2 separate regions of the Rattus norvegicus genome follow, and region 1 is linked to region 2. A link is a contact called in public Hi-C data. All regions are on one chromosome and are shown on one strand. The core of a region is the stretch at or near the end of the contact, and the rest is flanking DNA. Distances in the headings are between cores, read along the strand shown.

The links. A called contact is a pair of places that touch in the nucleus more often than the background predicts.
Region 1: a contact with region 2 is called in a Hi-C map of Schwann cells, with 6 times the contacts expected there. The contact joins the enhancer-like site here to the promoter of Rell1 in region 2. A contact is called at or near these places in 5 of 12 Hi-C or Micro-C datasets (the A7r5 cell line, Schwann cells, kidney and 2 more).

What each region holds. Positions count from the first base shown.
Region 1 is chr14:44,732,695-44,736,180 of GRCr8, forward strand. No RefSeq gene overlaps it. Among named protein-coding and RNA genes, the nearest start is that of Rell1, 62 kb to the left of the region's middle. Within about 2 kb of position 2,192, at least 11 of the 93 cell types and tissues checked have an H3K27ac peak or open chromatin away from gene starts, as enhancers often do. A contact at or near this core is called in the A7r5 cell line, where this site is marked.
Region 2 is chr14:44,670,160-44,673,961 of GRCr8, forward strand. It overlaps Rell1 (RELT-like 1), which reads left to right and starts at 2,137. Exons shown (of 7, transcript NM_001113776.1): 1 at 2,137-2,298. The coding sequence starts at 2,211. LOC100911506 (a long non-coding RNA gene) reads right to left here and starts at 2,047. Exons shown (of 2, transcript XR_146284.6): 1 at 1,721-2,047.

The DNA.
Region 1 (3,486 bases), core at 942-3,441, 63 kb after region 2:
TCTTCTGCTGGCTCTACCATCCATTGGAGTTGGTGTCCCCAGGACTTCCATCAACAAGTCACCAAGAGCTTGTTGACTAGGGCAAGAGTGAGAAATGGAGTTTTCTCCAGGGTTTGGTCCATCCTATGCTCCAAGGAAGGTGTTGGTTAGAAAGTTCTCAGCATCTCCTGGTTCGAGGTTCTGCATCACTGAAGATCTGTGTCTTGAGATGCCCTTCTCTGTGTGTCCCTTCCCTCCTTTCAAGGCTATCTGTCCTTCAGCTTAGGGCCCACTGCAATCCATCGGAAGAACTCATCTTAACTTGGCTACATTTGCCAAGTTCCCAGCTCCAGGTAGGGTCACACGAGTCCTGTCCTAGGTGTTGAATTTTCATTATTAATGTGGGGTTGGAGGGGCAGGCAGAGCAAGGAAGCACAACTCCATTCCCTAGGGAATGTCACCTGTAATGAAAGCCCTCTCAAATTGTCATTTTGCCTTTGATGTAGCTCTCTCTCCTTCCCCCAGGTTCTTCTTCTTTTCATGTTCCTTGCCCCGGTGTTGTAGCAAATATTTAATCTCAATCTGGGGCTTCTACCCCGACTTTGACATTTCGTTCCCAGATAAAAGACACAATCGCTATGTTTACAATAAACCTTAAATAGCACCAGAGCTCGGCAGGTATCCACTCTCTGCTATTAAAATCTATTTCCTATTGATAACCCCGAGTTAGTCCTTACTATATTTCATCTCTTAACTCCATGGCCAGTCCTCAGGGCCATGCTTTCTTCACTGCTAACTTCTCTCTCCACCTTTTTCTTCCCTCTTTTTCTTCCAAAGCCACCAGGAACACCAAGTCCCCGCCTATCTCAGTTCTGCCCAGCTATTGGCTGTAGACATCTTCATTTACTAATCAGAAATAACTTGGGTCTATGTGGGGACTCTCTGGGACAACCAGGTCTCCCCCCAACACACACTTAAGCATTACAACACATAGCAACAGACCGCGCACCTCAACACCCCAGTCTCAGGACCAACTACTTCTCTAAGGGGTCCTAAGTAATTTTACTGGAGAATGGTATTTTTGGAATGAGGACACAGGCTGTGCTCATTGATATTGGGCGTGGCAGCCTCTGCCCTCTGTAGAGTAACCCATATCTAAGTGCACATGTTTGTGTTTCTGTGTGTTGAGTCCAAGCCCATATGATACCTCTGGCTCCGTACTTGCTCCATGGCATTCATTTTAACCTTATGTTATTTTCAACTTGAAGGAAATGCCACTCATTATATAATGACTTTTTGTTCCATGCAGGCATACATACACTTGGAAACTACCCCAGGAGAGCCGCCTGTACTAACAGAACATGTACTACACTCAACTCTTTTTGCTTCTGGGCTCTGGGTGTCTACAAAACTGGTTACTTGGGTCACACTTTGGAGTGTGTGCAGATATTAGTGCCACATAAGTCGAAGAAATGGAAAAGCTGACATAAGTTTTACCCCATGAAAAGTAGAAACCTGGAATGTGTGCACTAGGGAAGATCCTGGAAATTCCCTGGATTCCTCACTTCATAGCCAAAAGGGGTTACTTGGGGTGGCATGCTTTGTTTTGACTCAGACTTTCGGGGTATGCATGTGATGCAGATTAGGGGTGCCAGGACCTCATTTAGCTTTCATGTTTGTCAGTGTTGGGAATGTGGCAAACCATGGCCAGTCTGGCTGCCCTGGTCTCTGGTTTCAGGGGTGGAGAACTGTTCATGGTTTTGCATACTACTGCATTTCCTTCTCAAGTCTATCTTGCTGGCCATCCTTGTGCTTACACTTCAGATTCTCACAACTTGGAGCCAAGTGTTTGCCTCTGAGCAGCCACCATATACTGAGATAGCACTTTGTCTCCCTCTTCTGGTTGGATTAGAAACTGCAGGGGATGGTCAGGCCATTTGTTGATGCAGTAATACTTGTCAGGCATTGGTGTGCAGAGACCCCATGATGTGTTGGCAGAACGAATAAATCTTTAAAAACTAAAGGATATCACTAGCTAGCTAATGTGAGTAAAAGAATAAGTTTGGGTTTTTTTTTCCTGATCTCCCCTGACCCCATCCGGTCGGTCTATCTTGTTTTTTCCCGTCAAATACTTCCTTACTGTATGAGTCACCTGTCCTGGTGAACTCAGGTGAAGGCAGGAATGACTGTTGAACTGTGGAGGAAACCGCAGGCCCTAAATGCTGTCATAGAAAGGGTGTGACTAAGCAGTTGGGACTCAGAGATAGCGTGACCTCCCATACAGAGTTGAGCCTTAGCTCTGTCATTTGTGTTGTATGTTGGGAGCCAGGCTCTTGGCTTCTTCGAGGTTTAGCATTTTCCTGAGCCACTGTTCGAGCTTTACTTGTTTGTTTACTTTTGTATGTGAATGTGTGGTGTGGTGTGTGTGTGTGTATGAGTGAGAAAGAGAGAGAGAGAGAGAGAGAGAGAGAGAGAGAGAGAGAGAGAGAGAGAGAACTGTGTGTGGCCCATGCATGTGTATGCCTGTGTTAATACTGAGAGTCTTAAATTTCTCCCTACTTTATTGGGGTCTCTTACTAAACCAGACATCACTGATTTCATTAGCCTAGCTATCCAGCTTGCTGTAGGGATCCCCCTGTGTGTTTTTAAGGAGTAGAAAATGCATGCAAAAACATGATGCCCGTCATAGTTGCCCATAAATTCCCAGAGGGCACCGCCATTTTAGTGGCTACTGGTGCCACTATTTTGTATGGCTATAAATAAAATAACCTGGGGTTGAATAGTTTAGAAGGATAAAAGGCTTAATTGGTCCCAAATGTGGGAGGTTAAGCTTAGCATCCACATTTAATGAAGCTCTTAATGGTCCCTGTACCACGCCAGGTGCACCATCACTGTAGTGGGAGGGTTTGTGAGACGAGCAGAGGAAGATTGGAGAAGAGGAAAAACTCCAGGGTGACCAGCTATCAGGGTAGCCAATGCAACCCCACAAGACACAATTCACTCCTTTATTCTGTCTCCAGATCTGATACTGTTACTTGAGAAATAAACAGGCTGTTGATGAGGGTGGAGCCTCCATAACCTGATGATCTCTTAAGGTCTCACCAGCCCTCAACCTGGTTACATGTCAATTAAGGAACAGTAAAAGATTCATCTTAACAAGCTACTCACTTCAGGGGCAATGTGACCTAAAAGTGTAAGTGGGCATGAGCCTCTGAGTGGGATAAATGTTCAAGAGAAGTGCCTCTGGGTTGTATTTTTAATGTTGGGTGATAACTGATGATGTGGGTGGGAAAGGGTTTGTCACTTTAGAGATGAATGTTGTCAGAAGTGGTTCGGAGCGCTTTCGTGTGTAGCAGCTAAGATTTAGTTACTAAGAAGATGTTGAATGTGACGTGTGAAAGTGAGCCAGTCACCTTAGCCAAGTGACCAGAAGACAGCTAATAGTGATGATTTACCAAGAGGTGGGCAGGCGAGAAGCACTTTGTGCCTCAGTGTGGTCTCGTGATA
Region 2 (3,802 bases), core at 887-3,386:
TAATTGGGGCTGGCCTACAGTTCAGAGTTTCAGTTCATTATCATCACGGTCAGAAGCATGGCAGAATGCAGACACTCGTGGTGTTGGAGAGGTAGCTGAGAGTTCTACATCAGATCCTCAGGCAGCCTTGAACCACTAGGCCTGGCTTGAGCTTCTGAGATATCAAACCCCAATCCCCAGTGAGACACTTCCTCCAACAAGGCCACACCTACTCCAACAAGGACACAACTTCTAATAGTGTCACTCTCTGTTGACCAAGCATTCAAACACATGAGTTATGGGAGCCAGTCCTATTCAAACCACCACACGGAGGAAAGGACTTGTTTGGCTTACACTTCCCCATTGCTGTTTATTACCAGAGGGAATTAAGCTGGGATCTCAAGCAGGGTAGGAACCTGGAGGCAGGAGCTGAAAAGGAGACCATGGAGGAGTGCTGGTTACTGGCTTGCTCCTCAAGGCTTGCTCAGCCTGCTTTCTTACAGAAACCACAATAGGCTGGGCCCTACCCATCAATCACTAATTAAGAAACATGTCCTCGGGCTTACCTACAACCTGATCTTAGGGAGACATTTTCCTAATTGACGAGAAGAGGTTCTCGGATGTCTCTAGTTTCTGTCCAGTTGACAGTTGAAAAAAAAAATCAAATCAAAACAAAACAAAAAACCCAGCCAGTACATCTTTGGTTTGCATTTCTTCTCAAGCTTTCTCTTCGATATAAAAGTAGAAAAGACTTTTCTTTTATGTTTGTCAGACTACAGGATGTGCCACAAACGGGGTGCAGGACCCATAGTTCCTTCTTTGGCTTAAGGGTAGGGTCTCCGACATTCAGTCTCAGCTACCTGTAGTTTCTCTCTCTGGAAAACATCAGTGATGTTTGTAACAGAAGGGTGGAGGGTGTTAGAGAGGAGAAATAACTCCCCCTTCAAACTTAGAGGCCACCAGCCAGTCAGTCTACAGAAGGAGCTGAAGACTCACCCTCCATTCAACTCATATCCATCAAGATTGGGCTTTAAGGACCGCGTATATATATATGTGTGTGTGTGTGTGTGTGTGTGTGTGTGTGTGTGTGTGTGTGTGTGTGTGTGTGTGTGTGTGTGTGTGTAGTCTCCAGGGTTTAGTTAATATGAAGCTATTGGTTGGTTAAACTGAAGCTATTCAGAAAAAGGCTCATTCCCCTTTAACTTATGAATGCTTAGTGCGTGCTGTCCTTGAGCCAGGTGCTGAGATTAAAGCCATGAGCAAACACTGGAGATAATTATACTGAGCATGGTGGCCCAGGTAGCCCAGACATCGTGGGCTCACTTCCTGGCCCCTGAAATGGGGATAATACTCACCTTACAGGGCTGATGTGAGAACGTGAGGACAGAAATGACAGGACAATTTGAAGAACTGTTCCAGGTGAATGTTTGCAAGATGATTAAAACAAAACCCAATCACAACTCAAGCAAACAACCAATAAAATAAAAGCCCTGTAAGTTATTCCTGGAAGCGTGTGGGAATGTGTTCCTCAACAGAAGTAGTTTAGACAGAATGGTATGGGGACAATTAAAAGTTTTTCATCAATTATCCTTAATTTTCAAACAACCAAACATGACTTTGAACGTGGCATTCCTTCCTAGACCACTAACCCAGGTTAATTAACTAGCTAAAGACTCCAGTAGAGAAAAAAAAAACCATCCCGCCACTCTGAAACTGCCGGCCTTGGGAGTTTCAGACTCACCCTCTTGGGCTTCCTGCCCTAATTTCCCTGCCTTCCTCTTCCACGTCCGTCTCGTCCCAGGACCCTGGAGAAGGAGCAACCCGCCCCAGCCCGAGGCTCCCGCGCAGTCGCCACATCTCTGGGCAGGGTTAGCCCGCCCAACAGAGGAGGCGGAGAGTGTCAGCAGTGGGCGGGGCCACGGCTTAGGCGCGCATCAGACGCCGACCCAAGGGTTTTGAGGGGAAGGGGGAGTGACAGGAGAGGCGCGGCCTGGACTCCCGGGCAGGGTTGTGCGTGCGGAGGCGGGTCCAGGCTTTAGGGGACTCGGGTGCGGCGAGCAGGGGCGGGGCTTCCGCGCGGTGGGCGGGTCCTTGGCGGGGCCAGGCTGAGCGAGTAGGGGCTTCTCGGGGCCGAGCTTTTGCGCTCAATCGGCCGGACAGCCCTCGAGCTTCACCCTCTACCTGGGCTCGGGACGTCGAAGCCAGGGCGAGAAGGACAGAGGGACTCGGCGATGGCTCCGTGGGGACTCCTGGGGTCTGCTGTGCTTGCTGGTTCGGTGTTCGTGGGAGGCGCTGTGAGTTCGCCGCTGGTAGCCCCGGGTGAGTGCTTGGTCCGGGTCGGGATGCCTACTGAGTTGGGTCTGCGTACGGAAGGGAGCCAGGGGGTGGACTGGTCCGGACCGGTCGAGCCCACTGCCCCGCCGCGCCCTGAGTTGCGCACGCCCTGCTCTGCTACCGGATCAGGCTCTGAACATCTGGGTGTCCCGGGGTGGCCCGGGCCGGGTGCGGCGCGCAGCACTGCTCGAGTGCCTCCCCACCCGCCTGCCGGGATCCCGCCTTCCCTTCCCGTCACTTCTAAGAACGGCGGGATGTTGCTTTCCTGGGGTGCCTTCTCCCCAGCCGTGGACCCCTTTCTACTGTCCTGGTCCTCAAAGGCCTCACCGGCCGAAGATCTTTGACACCCGGGACCGGGTTCTGCCTTACAGCCTCTTTTCTCGCTTTATTTTCTTCTTTCCATTATATTAAAGCCTTGAACGTACCAGTCTTTGCAGGTGGTTATGGATTCCTTTAGTAAGTCGGGGTTTTCTCACTTCTCCCCATATATGCTGGTTAAATTAGGCCGGGAAAGAGGAAAGGACATCTATAATGTATACTGCTTTTTCTTTGTATCAAATCGCCCGTCATCACAAAAGGAAACTCTGGTCCGGGTGGAAGCCACCAGCCAAGACGCTGAGTGTTGTCTTCAACTAAGCCATCAGCGGGAGCTTCTAACTGAAATCTGAGAGGTCTACCTTTTACTTAAGGAAGCCTTTGCCTGGTGCTCCTGTTTTTATAAGACACACACCAGGGATTCTTAATAATTGTTTCCCCCTCTTAATTGCCACCTCACTGAAGTACGTTAAAAAAAAGTTAAGCCTTCCTGGCCATTTGGGGTTACCACAGGCTGATTCTTACGTCAGCAGGCTCTGCCAAGCTTGCCTTCAGGGGTGGCTCCTCTTCAGGCTCAAATAATAAGCAGCTGGGAAGCTTCCAACAGCGACTGCCTTCCTCTATAAAGTAAACGTCCTGCTCTTCTTTTCTGAGAACGTTCTAGTCACTTAGAGCTTTGAAACTGGCTTATCATTTGGCCTTAACTTTTCTTAGGAACCAGAACATGCTAGCAAGGATAGATAGAAAATGTGTCTCCTGAGTATTTATTAGCAGATCCACATTTCCTTCAGCCATCTACCTAGGGGAAAGGGAAGCTAGTGACAAGTTTTATTGGATGGGAGATGTTCCTGTGTGTTCTGTGTTTCTTTGCTGGGACTTGTCAGTACAAAATAGGTTCAAAGTAGATTGAGGGGTGCAGGTATTGGGGTATCACTTGTTGCAGAGTTTGGAAATTAAAAAAAAAAATGCTTAACCTGGGATCCAGATTGTTACAGTTTAGTAAGTGAGGCATGTAATCAGCCATCAGGAGAAATCCACTCCTAGAGTAGCTGTATGTTTTGCTGGGTTTCTGAACAACATCCGAGTCTGCAGTGTGACTGAAGAAAGTCCTACCTAGCCATGCTATTAGTAACCTTTTTGGGGTGAGAGTTAATGCTTAAAAAGAATGAAGTAT